Regions from separate parts of the Mus musculus genome. Here region 2 is linked to region 1. Evidence: chromatin contacts called from public Hi-C data. All regions are on one chromosome and are shown on one strand. Each heading gives the region's core, a stretch centred on a gene start, on an enhancer-like site or on the middle of the called end of the contact. The rest is flanking DNA. Distances are from core to core; before and after follow the strand shown. Region 1 has its middle 81 kb from the start of Zcchc2. Region 2 overlaps Phlpp1 (PH domain and leucine rich repeat protein phosphatase 1).

What was found. A called contact is a pair of places that touch in the nucleus more often than the background predicts.
Region 2: a contact with region 1 is called in a Hi-C map of B cells, with 1.7 times the contacts expected there. The contact joins two enhancer-like sites. A contact is called at or near these places in 1 of 15 datasets of contacts at CTCF or cohesin (pro-B cells), 9 of 484 Hi-C or Micro-C datasets (B cells, the HL-1 cell line, the HPC-5 cell line and 5 more), 1 of 115 datasets of contacts at active chromatin or transcription factors (embryonic stem cells) and 2 of 9 other capture datasets (adipose tissue and pancreatic islet).

What each region holds. Positions count from the first base shown.
Region 1 is chr1:106,067,732-106,074,107 of GRCm38.p6, forward strand. It overlaps the pseudogene Gm26509. Among named protein-coding and RNA genes, the nearest start is that of Zcchc2, 81 kb to the left of the region's middle. Within about 2 kb of position 3,325, at least 34 of the 459 cell types and tissues checked have an H3K27ac peak or open chromatin away from gene starts, as enhancers often do. A contact at or near this core is called in B cells, where this site is marked.
Region 2 is chr1:106,272,812-106,278,906 of GRCm38.p6, forward strand. All of the region lies in intron 1 of Phlpp1 (PH domain and leucine rich repeat protein phosphatase 1), which reads left to right. Among named protein-coding and RNA genes, the nearest start is that of Phlpp1, 100 kb to the left of the region's middle. Within about 2 kb of position 2,115, at least 43 of the 459 cell types and tissues checked have an H3K27ac peak or open chromatin away from gene starts, as enhancers often do. A contact at or near this core is called in B cells, where this site is marked.

The sequences.
Region 1 (6,376 bases), core at 2,075-4,574:
CAGCTCTATAGGTGCAGGCCTTCTCTATGGCTCCCCACAGCTGATCTCAATGAAAAGAGACAGTCTGTGGTTCCAAACCATTTATTGCCATGGTGGAAAGCATATGTGTAAAACCTTACCCCCACTTCTCAAAGTGGGCCTGAGATTAAATAATCTTTTGCAGGCAGGAATGTCTCAGAATAGAAGTTTATTGGCTACACCCTCCAGGCCTCTAGGTACCTCGTTAGCATAGAGACCTCTGTCTTGAGCCTACATGACCTGTGGTTACATCTTGGTCTGAGGTGTTAGGGATGCCTCATCTATATGTGTGTGGAAGGGCTTGAGGCATTGCCCTTACGTGGCTGATGGCCACAAATCTATGGGAAATTGTGTCTACATGACAAGGGCCTGGTGCTGGGAGCTGGCAAAGCTCCTACTGTCCCCTCAGGGTCTCTAGGGCTTCAAAGCCTTTAGCTCAACCGAGGACCAGGCTACCTTTCAGGGTCCTCGCCCAGCCAGGAAGCCCAGTTCTAACCTTGAAAACACCAGGAGGGCTCTGTGGGAGAGTCAGACCCTTGTACTTTTCTTTCAGCAGTGGAACCCCAAGTTCTCTTCTTCCTCCACACCAACATTGAGAGAAACCCTTGGGACACCTGGAAACAGACACAGACCTGGGGAACGAGGTTGTCTGCCTCTTTGTTTTGAGATTTAGTCTCCCAATGTAAAACTGCTTGCTCAAAGGATTCCTTTTCTAAGAGACAAACCTATTTTTAGTATGGCTATGAACATGTAAGTAGCCACTTTCTTTCAGCCCGATACATACTTTCTTTTGTCTCCAGTTTCATAGGTAATTACTGTAAAGAAGAGTGTGTATGGTATGTGGTGTGTGTGTGTGTGTGTACACTGGAGTTTGAGCCCATGCGTGCTAAGTATGTATTTTACCTCTAAACTAGCCCCAGTCCTTAAAGAACTGTTTTACATTTGTATTTAAATCTGTGCTTCTGGGCTAGCACTGTGGTTCAGTGGGTAAGGGCAACCTGAGTTTGAGCCTACATGATGGAAGATGAAAACTAGCCCCTGCTAGTTGTCCTCTGACTTCTACCTGTGCATCATACCCTATACACATGTCTAAGAGACAAACCTACTTTTAGTATGGCTATGAACATGTAAGTAGCCACTTTCTTTCAGCCCGATACATACTTTCTTTTGTCTCCAGCTTCATAGGTAATTACTGTAAAGAAGAGTGTGAATGGTATGTGGTGAGTGTGTTACCCTCTGTCTTAGGGTAACTATTGCTGAGAAGAAACACCATGATCAAAAGGGCTCGTTTGGCTTCTGGAGAGGAAAGGGTTTATTTGACTTCCCCTTTACTATCCCTAGTCTATTGCTAAAGGGAATCAGGGCAGAAACTCAAGTAGGGCAGGGTCCTGGAGACAGGAGCGGATGCAGAGGGTGCTGCTCACTGGCTTGTTCCCTGTGGTTTGCTCAGCCTGCTTTCTTCCAGAACCCAGGACCAGCATCTCAGGGGTGGTCCCAGCCACACTGGGCTGGGCCCTCAAATGTCAATCACTCATTAAGAAAACGCTCTAGAAGTCCAATCTCATGGAGGCATTTTCTCAGTTGGAGTTCCTTCCTCTCAGATGACTAGTCTAGCCTGTATGAAGTTGACATAAAGTTCGCCATTTTAAAGAGCAAACAGTGCTGAATGTCACCTATCTTGGGTGTATTGAGGTGTGACCTCATAAGCCTTCCCCCTGGGATGTCACATAACCAACGACACACACCTCCTTAAGGAGCTTGTCTTACTCTGTCCCCTGTGCCAAGGGTGGCGTGTCCATTTCTGACATCTGCTAAAATTGCAAACATGTGGCCCAGTTGTCTCCATAAAGTGCACCCATTCTTTGGAAGCTGTGTATCGCCAAAGTGTGGTCACTATTGTTATAGCACATTGGTCTCAAGCATAACAGATGCACGATTGTTAGGAGAAACGGCTACATCTTGTTCATCGTTCCACAGCACACAATCTTCCTGCTGCCTACACCATCCTGTAATTACAAAATCATTTCTGCTTGCTTGTTGCTACCAAAAGTTGCCTGGCTGTAAAGCACACACCCTAGATAGCACTCATCACTTTTGGCTCTTCCAAGCTGTGTGTGTGGAAATGGATTCCAAAAATAAATTTTAAAAAATGTGTTTCATGTGACAATATAGAAACTAGATGTAATAATATGCCCATCAAACGATGCCTGTCAAATTAACCCTTCTGAGCACTTCCTCTTCCTGCCAGCAGTGAAGGGTGGAGCTTAAAGGTCACCAATCCCCTCTCTTTCACTCATACACAAACTGAAGTTGGTATGGCTATAGCAGATGTCAGTTACAAGTGTCAGTCATAGAAAGAGCATCCAGTGTGGCTTGAAGCTCATCAGACAGTCAATGTGAAGATAAGAATAAAACACATTTTAAGAATTGGGAACCAACCTGGCATATGCACATAGCAAACCCTACAGGTGTCAGGGAAAGAGCTGCAGCAGATACTAAAATAAAGCAGAGTCTAAATTCTTCACATTCCACCGACTTTATCAAAGACCCCAGAGCTACTCATTTTCTCCCTCGTCTCTGCACTTCCTCCTGCCGCTGCGGAAGCCAGGTTGCTGAATGAAATGCACAACTGTCCTTGAGCTACGAGCCACCTCCAGCCCCAGCCACAGCTCAAAATCAAATCAAGTTTTTGCCACCAAAGCAAACCCTCTTGATGGGTGGCTGTGCCTAGTGAAGGCCGTATATTCTTTACAGAACAGTGGGTTTCTTTCATTTGGTAAGAACCAGTTTTCACTAACCCATTAGGAATCATTTTAAATTATATTCAGTTACTTATCTGTGTGTTGGTGGTCACTTGTAGTGATCAGAAGACAACTTGTGGGAGTAAGGTCCTGCGGATGGAACCGAGGTCCGCAACTTGGGATCAAAGGACTTAACCCCCTGAGCCATCTCACTGTCCCCATGGGGTCCTCTCACCACCACTAAATAATTTGAAAATAAAATTCGGCATCCATGAGGAAGTATCCTTTGCAAAGTAAGCATCCCTTATCAGCCTTACCTGTGGAACCCTGGAACTGTTAGTGTGAATCCTGGAAGTGCCATCCTCTGCGTCCCCTGTCTCTGTCACACTGGCTCCCAAGCCAGAGTTGTGTAAGCCTGGGAGAGCTGAATTCTGAAGCTTGCTGCCGCTGCTGCTGCCTGGCATTGATTATTTGTCTCTGTGCAAAGAACACAAAGCTGCAGATCCACAGGACAGCAGCTCCAAGCCTGGCATAGCAGAGTGGCGCAGCCTGGGGGTTTGCTCAGAGTTAACACCAAGCCATTGTTCCCAGCTAAAAATCCACTGGGGTTCAAACTGCAGGGCTGACCCTACAGCTAGTCATCAGCGTGGGATAAAAGCAAGGTATTAGGACCAGAACCAGGCAGGTATCAGATGTTTGACCTGAGCAAAGAGAAAGTTGGCTCTGGGACCCCAGGAGAGGCTCCAAGCTGAAAGAATGGGCCCGCCTTACTTATAGTAGAAAACATTCTGAGTGAAAGAAGCCAGTCACAAAAGAGCTATATGACCCCACAGACATGATGTACCTAAAATAGTAAACGTCATATGAGCACAGGAGAAGCAACTGGTACAGTTTCTGAAGACTCCTACAATAGGGGCATGACAATGGATGCACTAATCACCGTGAACTGAAGGGGGCGCAATTGTTTCATGCACAGTTTCAGTATGGGAGGCTTGTGAGGATGATAGTTACAGCGATCTGCTAAAAATTTTAAACTGGTAAGTTTTCTTTTAAAAAACACTTTAAAACACAATTCATCAAGTAAGTTCTTTTGAAAGCAGAATCGGGGTGAGGGTGGGGGAAATAGTTTGGTGGTTGAGTGGGTATTGCTCTTACAGTAGGTACCCAATTTGGTTCCTAGCACCTACATCAGGCAAATCACAGCTACCTGTAAGCTTGGGGGGGAGGGGGGAGGCACAGACAGACAGACAGGGAAAAAAGGTTTCTCTAGACTCTTCTCCACCTGGTATGTTAAGGCCTCGACCCAGTGTTTAGATAATACAGAGAATAAACAAATATGTTCTCCAGGGAAAGAACAAAACACAGCAAGGCGAGGAGGAGACAGATGGAGGGGAACAGTTGGCACCTTTCTGAGCTTAGCCTCTGTCAAGGGTTCCCAAACTTTGGCACTCAGCAGAATCCTTTGGAAGGGGAGCCTGTTAAAACAGGAGTAGCATTTTAAACAGTGTCTCATGTGATGCTGCTGTTGTTAGTCAGCAGGTCGCTGTCTTTGGGAACTACTGGCCCACCTTTAAAGAGTTAAGAGCATAGTCAGGGGGTTCATAGACTTTATTAAACACTGCAGTGTGGTACTGCAGATTTCTACGGTAGTAGAAATGCAAACGCCTCTGAGAGCTTCCCCAGCTGACGGTCGGTGAGCAGGTTCTCCCGCCCGCTGCTGGGAAGCGCCGCCCTGAGCATACATTAATTAGCTGAGCATTCTGTGAGTGCTCGGTGGGAGGGTGGGGTATGTGGAGTCACTGCAGCTGCCGCATCACTGCCACCTGGGTACCAATTAAAAGCCCAGGTTCCCAGGCCTCTCCCAGAGCTTCTGAGTTAGGTCTTTCCAGGGTGAGACCTCACTATCTGTGGTGTAAGCATACTGACTGTGAGCTAGAGCTTTTAAACAATTATTTTAGCAAATTTTCCTTTAATTTTCAATGGCTAAACCAGAGCTCCTGACTACCAGGTATGTATTGTCACAATATAGGTGACCAATTGCTGGTGAAAGATTTTTTTTTAAACTTATTCTTTAATTTTTTTTTTTTTTTTGTCTTACAGTCCAGACTTTATCCCCCTCCTGATCCAAGAGAACGAATTTTTATTCTCCCTTTGTTTTCCTGCAAATACGGTTTGTGTATCACCTGAGTGAGAAATTTAATGCAGGATGACTACTGAGTGAGCGAGACCCTATCTCAAAAACCAACGGAGAGATGGTTCAGTCTGCTCCTCCAGAGGTCCTGACTTCAATTCCCAGCAACCATGTGGTAGCTCACAACCATCTGTAATAGGATCTGATGCCTTCTTCTGGCATGCAGGTGTGCATGCTGATAGAGCACTCATACATTAAAGAAATAAGTAAATAAATAAATAAAATCTAAAAAAAGAAAAAAAAAAACCCAACTGGACATGGTGACACACGTCGGCTTAGGAAACACTCTGAAGGATCATTGCCATTTGGGGACTAGCTTGGTGTACATAGAGAATTCTCATATAACCAGGGCTACATAGCAAAGCCATGTGTCAAAAAACAAACAAAAACAAAACAAAACAAAAAAACAAAAGCAAAAAACCAAACTAACCAATCAACAAACAAACAAAGAAAGTACAAGGAATTTTTCTGAGTGGGTGGGAGATGGGGGGGATAATACCAGCAGCAGAGTTTTTCAGGTAAACGTTAAGTAGCAGAGAGGGAAGCACAGAGGACAGGACATCTGAGAAGCAGGCTGGCCCCCAAAGTCCCATAGACTCCATGAACACAGAGACCGCAGAGACACAGAGTCCCGTTCCCCTATCTGCCACACACCACTGCAGGGAGCCTGCTGGAGCTGGAGCTGAGAACATCTCCTTTTAACTCAGTTGGCAGGAATTCTCTCTTTATCTCTTACCTTCTAGTGTTCAGTGTCTACGCCTGCATGTGTGTCTCATGACGCTTAGGTGTTCGTTAGCCTGTTTCTTCTGTGTCCCACCCTGTCTTCCATGAGGCATGGTTTCCATCCTTTCTGCCGCCTCACACACTCTTCTGCTTCCTGTCTTTTCTTTCATCTTTATGCCTCCTCCTTATAGCTACTAATTATAATCTCCCATAGCTTAACGAGCCCTAAAATACGAAGTCCTAGTAGTATCCCAACTTTCCCCATGTTGATTGCTTTTGTGGTTATTTTGTTGTTGTTGTTGTTGTTGTTCAAAGCTTACCTAATTCTTTGGGGTGGGCAAGTAGGGATTCGAGACAAGGTCTCACTATGTAGCTCTGGCTGTCCTAGAACTCACTATGTAGACCAGGCTGTCCTCGAACTCACAGAGATCTGCCTGAGTGCGTGAGCCAATATGCCCAGTGAAGATGATCTGATAATTACACCTTATCCTAACCCACTCTTTCTTTTCAGGGTATATTTAATAATTAATCCTTATGTTTACCAAGAAGTAACAATGAGAGATTCTCTGATTCAGCTGAAGGTACCAATTAAAACAACTGTTCAAACTGTAGCTTCCTTCATTGCTCTTTTGTCCTTAAAACACAACCAACAAAGAGGAAAATAGATAAAATAGTAACATAGTGTTTACTTGCTTCAAAGAAA
Region 2 (6,095 bases), core at 865-3,364, 200 kb after region 1:
TATTTATACTGAGCCATACAGTTACAACAATAATCTCATAATTTAAAAGTTTATAACTAATTTTGCCATAGCTTATTTGAGAGTTTGCTCTGGTAGCTTTCTCTCCCCACATTTAAATTACTTTAGCTCTGTTTACTGAAGCATTAAGACCACTGGGGAGAGTATACATTTTCTGGCACTACTTAATGAGTATTGTAAAGCAAATTGCAACCTCTGTTAGTATTTTCAAGGCTTAAGAGTCTCCAGGAGCTTGAGAGCTATATATAATCCCAGTCAAATTGAATAGCTATCAGGAAGAAGCAAGAATTACTGGGCAGCTGATTTGATGCATTTTGATTTGAGGCATGAAGTAACCCTCCTCCAATCCAGTTAGTGGCTGCTTGTAGTTTTCATTAGCTAAGAGCAAGCGGACTTCAGGCTGTTTCAGGGCTCCTGCCAGGGCTTGTCATTGTGACCTTAGCTTCTTCGTCTGAGACAAAATTACTGATGTGGTTTGGGACTCAGGTCTCTGGACTCTTCCAGGGTCATTTTAGTCTATTTGCTGGCTCTTGAAGTGGCCCTAGACAGGTGATTAAATTCATCCTTTCTATCACTGCAACTAGTCAAAAGGATTTAGGGATTTGAGTCCAATAAGAACACACTTTATAGTTTATTAGTGCTTAAGCTCAAAAGATAGTGCTGTTGAAGTGAGCACTGAGTGCTGTCACTCATCCGGGGCCATGTTGAATTTCTCCACGACCGGCAGAGTCCTCAGATACACCTAGGTTTTGTTCATGAAGGCTCATAGCATTTGGCAGTTGTTTTGGCAGCTTAATGTCCTATTACTCTTTCTTTACTATTTCCAGGTTCAATACTTTTTACAAAGTTTTATTTATTTTTATCCTTTTAGAGAAAATACAAGCCACTATGCTTTTGCTATATTCAGGAAACAGAACTAAGTGAAACCAGCATAGTAAGTGACACTAGTCCGAGTCCTCAACCTCAGTGGCTCAGAGTTGTAAACCTTTGTTTCCGTAGTTTCTCTGAGTGGGAGCTTGGGTGTGGGCTTGCTGAATGTCTGGCTGCGGGTCTGCTGTGAACTTTGCAGACATATATCCCAGGAACTGCAGCACTTTGGGCTTGACTGTTCCGTTAAGACTTACATGCAGGTGGTTAGAGGCCTCAGTTCCGCACTGGCTGCTTTGGAGAAGTCCCTGTACCTCCTTTCTTTGGCCCTTCATCAGTTTGTGTGCATTCCTCCATGACCAAGCAGCGGCTTTGCCAAAGAGTTTTGTCTCTATAAAGTCCTAGAAAGTAGGTGTCATCCAGCCCTGTGCCTTTTATGACCCACTTTTGGAGGTTGCAAGCGGCTACTGTTCTTTTTATTAAGAAGCTAGCCACACAGAAGGGGAATGGAAGGTAGATCCCGCTTTTGGGGGAAGAATGTAAAAGAATTTGTAAACATGGATGTGTGTGTGTGTGTGTGTGTGTGTGTGTGTGTGTGTGTGTCTACTTGTGTGTAGGTGTCTATGGAGATCTGCAGAAGATGGTGTCAGATCCTCTGGATCTGAAGATCTGAAGCTGCAGGCTTTTTTTTTTTTTTTTTTTTTTTTGAGAGACAGGGTTTCTCTGTGTAGTCCTGGCTGTCTTGGAACTCACTCTGTAGAACAAGCTGGCCTCGAACTCAGAAATCCACCTGTCTCTCCTCCCAATTGCTGTGATTAAAGGTGTGTGCCACCACTTCCCAGTGCTGCAGGCAATTTTAAGCTGCCTGACGTGACTCTGGTAGTGGATCTCAAGTCGTCTGCAAGAGCAGTTCACACTCTCAGCCGCTGAGCCATCTCTTCAGCGCCCCTGCCTCAGTAGGCAAAGAAACTTGCTGTCAAGTCTGATGACCTCAGTTTGAGCCTTCCCACATGGTAGAAGGAGAGAACTGACTTCTTCAGGTCTCACAAGCACACACAGAATAAACAAGTACATAATTAAAAAAGCAACAGCAACAGAGGCTCTAGGGAGCACTCAGCACGGATAATTCACTGGCAACAAAATCGTAGTTCCGTGTTTTCAGGAAGCAGGCTGCATAATTAGAGCTTGGGCGCTAGAGCGAGAAGAGGAGCTCAGGGAGGTAGAGTTCTTGAAAGCTGTAGAAGGTCCTCACTGAGACGTAGTGAATACCAATCAGAGCATGCATGTGAGGAAAGTATACAGAGCTGGGAAAACACTGAAACAGACTGGCAGAGGTCATGCCTGATACAGATGTGGCTCAGGAATAGGTCAGGTTCCTACTAGCCAGAGTGGAAAGAGGACTTATCAGAGTACTGGTTGCTAGTATTATTGGCTCAAGATTGCCGTCTTACAAATACATTTACAAGAAATACATTGCTTCCAAATAACTGTTCTAGAACAGTTCTGTACTATTTGTGGAAATACAAATTAGCATTCACAAATCAGCAAACACAAATTAGAATTCATAGCAAATGGTATTCAAACAAAAATTATCAGTGATGTGAAAAAAAGACCCATATGGAGAACAGTCTCTGAGCGAAACTGACATAGCAGCAGCGTAAGGGACAGGATTAACTGCAAGGATATAGACACAGCTACTGTACTTATTCTTTGTATGAAAGTACTTTTGTGTGTGCGTGTACCCAAATTGAGCTTCTGGAAATCGCACATATATTAGAACTGATTTAAAACAAAACAGATTTAAACAGTCAGAACAAAAGACTAGTAAACAGAAGATACAGTAATTGGCACAGCCAGTAAGGAAAGCAAACAGACAGAACCTCATGGGTTTATGATTTCAAGTATTTAATTTCGCATGTGCAGTTGGAAACCTCCAAGGGAACTAGTGAGCTCAGAGAAAGTATTTGAAGTACTAATAGTTGGCAACATTCTCAAATTTAACCATCATTTCTAAGTCTTGTGTATAAGACATGTAAAGGAATATATCAAAGTCAGGTTTCAGGGAGCCAGGAAAATACTGAGCCGGTGAAGTGCTGGCCTTGAAAGTACAAGGACCCATGTAGACTCTCGGCCTGGACATGCCTGCTGTGGTGTCACAAACCAGTAATCTCAGTCCAGGATGGTGGAGGCACGAGAAACCGTGCTGCTAAGGCTGTGGACAGAGCGTCCCACACTCGTGATTTTCTTCTGGCCTGCACGTGTACACTCTCCTGCTACCATACATTAAAGAGAAAAAAACAATTGCTTAAAACTAGCAATAAAATCTTGAAAAAGCCAGCAAGGCAGCAGTTACATGCACACTTATAGCAGCACACTTCTTACCAGAATTAGAAGGTGCTGGAAGGGCATCTTCAGAATTCTGAAGAAAAAGACTGTTAACCTAGAGTACAGTGCGATATTACTAAAAAACAAAGGAAAAGAGGGCTTTCTATACACAAAAGCTGACAGGCATTATTAGCAGATCCCAGAAAAGGCTAAGATGTTGAGGCAGAATGAAAATAACCTCACATGGATTGGATCTATATAAAGGAATGAAGAGTACTGGGAATGATAGATATAAAAGATATGAGAAATCTCAAAGTAATTTAATGTTTATAGTAAAACTTAAAAATGAAAAAAAAAAACCTTAAAAATGTTTGGAATGTAATTTGAGAAAATTTGATAGACTCTTGCCCTTAATGTTAACATCACTTATTTTCTTGAGGTCAGTCACATGAATTCAATTGTACTTATATACCAGATGTGATATTTATGTATACTTACCTTTTGAATTTTATTTTATATATGTGTGTGTGTGAGTGAGTGTGTGTGTGTGTGTGTGTATAGATAGATAGATAGATAGATAGATAGATAGATAGATAGATAGTGTGTATGTGTGTGTGTGTCTGGGGCCTCTGCAAGAGCAGTAAGTGCTCTTAAACTCTGCGTTCTCTCTCCAGCTTTCTATACATGTTTGTTTGTTTGTTGTTTGTTTTTGTTTTTCTTAATGTTACTCCTTCTGGAGTCCACAGCTTTCTTTCATGTTATTTTTAAAGTGACTTTATGTGGTATAGAAACATTAAGCAGATGGTTTGTGGTGAGCACAAAGTTGAAATTCATGAGTATAAAGAATACATTTGTTGGAGGAAAATCTTACTTTGCAAAATGAGTTCCAGATGTATTAAATTTTTTAGATTTATTGCCATAAAACAGAAATTTTGGTGGCAATGCTGAAAGCAGCATTTGGTCTGTGACTACCAGGATTCCAAAATTGTAGGTCTTTTAGAGTTGTCAGAAAACCACGTGGTTCTGATACAGGTCTCTAACCACATCCTGAGAAATGGTGCTTGAAGCTGTGGATTCAGGAAAGAGTCTCTTAATACCCCTAGAATTTTGCATAGGTCTAGTTTATAGTGGAATTTTTCTTTTGTTCTTCCTTCCTTCCTTTCTTTCTTTTCTTTTTCTTTTCTTTCTTTCTTTTTTTTTGGGGGGGGGGCGGTGATGGCTGCTAGGAGTTTATTTTCTGCTTGGTGCAAGGCATAGTTATAAGATCAGGAGAGCTCAGTGCTGTGAGCCAAGAGATGACTTTGTCCAGCTCCTGCTGGTGTCTGTTGCTGCAGCCCTCCTAATTTACTGGATGAATGGATGAAGCTTGGGCCTAGCAGCACTTAAGCTTGTGGTGGCTAATGGTTCTGCCAGCTTAGCACGGGTTCCTAGTGTTGGCCTGCCCAAGATGGATGATTGATTGTTTTTCAAGGTTTCAGGGATGATGAGGCTTCGGAGGGGAGTGACTGGGGAAGGAGGAGCCTTCTGCTCAGGAGACTCAGCTCTGTATCACTGAATCTGTGAATGAAGGGTGATTTCCTGAAAAAGAAGCTGGCCCATTAGTGGCTGGAGTTGGCCTTGGAGAGACCCGGGATGTAGGGCATGGTGTCCCGTGTGTGTGTGGGGGTGTGTGTGTGTAGGGGGGTGGTACTAGGCACTTCTGTAACTAGCAGTTGCAGGATGAGGAGCCCAGGCATCACTGCGCTGGAAGTGATGGCTGACATGCTTCAGGGCTTGCATTCTGCAGGGACCTCGGTGGTGACTTCTCCTTGTGGGCCATGGCACATCATGGGTAGCAATGCCTGGGGCATTAGGCTGTGGGGCCTATTTGCAGGGATAACCCATGGAAGACTGATACTCAGGATGCCCATGATGCGCATGTGCATACTTGCTCTCTCTCCTGTGCAAGGCTATGGTGGACATGTCATTACCAAAGCCAGGAATTGTACTATAAGAAAGAAGTGAAAGGAAAATTGTCTTTTGATGTGGGAGAAGGGGTGTTCAATAAGCCATTAGGAAGTAGATCCTTGAAAATCATGGTATAATTTCCTATAAGGGGTCATAACCTCTTTTATGGGTCAGTGTCTTGGGGGGGTAGTATAGATAACCATTAAAGAACATTGCATATTTATATGTGTGCATGCATACATACATGCATGCATGTGCAGCAGAACAGAGGACAGCTTGTGGGAACTTTCTATGTATCGTGTGGGTACCAGGGATTGGATTCAGAACTTCAAGCTTAGGGGCACGTGCTGAACCTGCTGCTAAACCAACCATCTTGCTGACTTTAGAGCACCAGTTCTGCTATGTGCCAAGTGAGCAGGTAGAAGCAAAAGTATGCGCATGTGTTTTTAAATGTCTGTTGTCCTATGTCTGTTTCAGCCTGAAATTTGTTTTCAGAGCATATCCTGAGTCATGAGAATGTCTTGAGCTTACAAGGGGTTAGAGTAACATTTCTGCAGCCCAAACTCTTCTCATTGGCTTAGCTTTAAACTGGCAGACAACAACTTCTTGGATGTTACTGATATTTATTAGAGCACTAGCAATTGGAATAACTTTAAATTACAGTGGTTGTGGCTACATAGTGAGAGCTAGAATAATTCCGGTGTTGAAGAATAAGGAAGTTTGGCACAAAGGAGGGTGTGCCCGTGTGATTGCCCAGGTGTGTATTACCTCAGTCACCTCCGTATTCCCCAGCGTGCAGCTGGTACACAGCCAGTTCTGCAGGTGTGTCTGGTCTGGAACACCCAGGAAGAAACAACTAGAGTGAAATGCACTCAGAACAACAAGGGGGTGGGGGTGGGAGTGGGGTGAGAGTGGGTGGGGTGGGGTAGGCAGGTGGC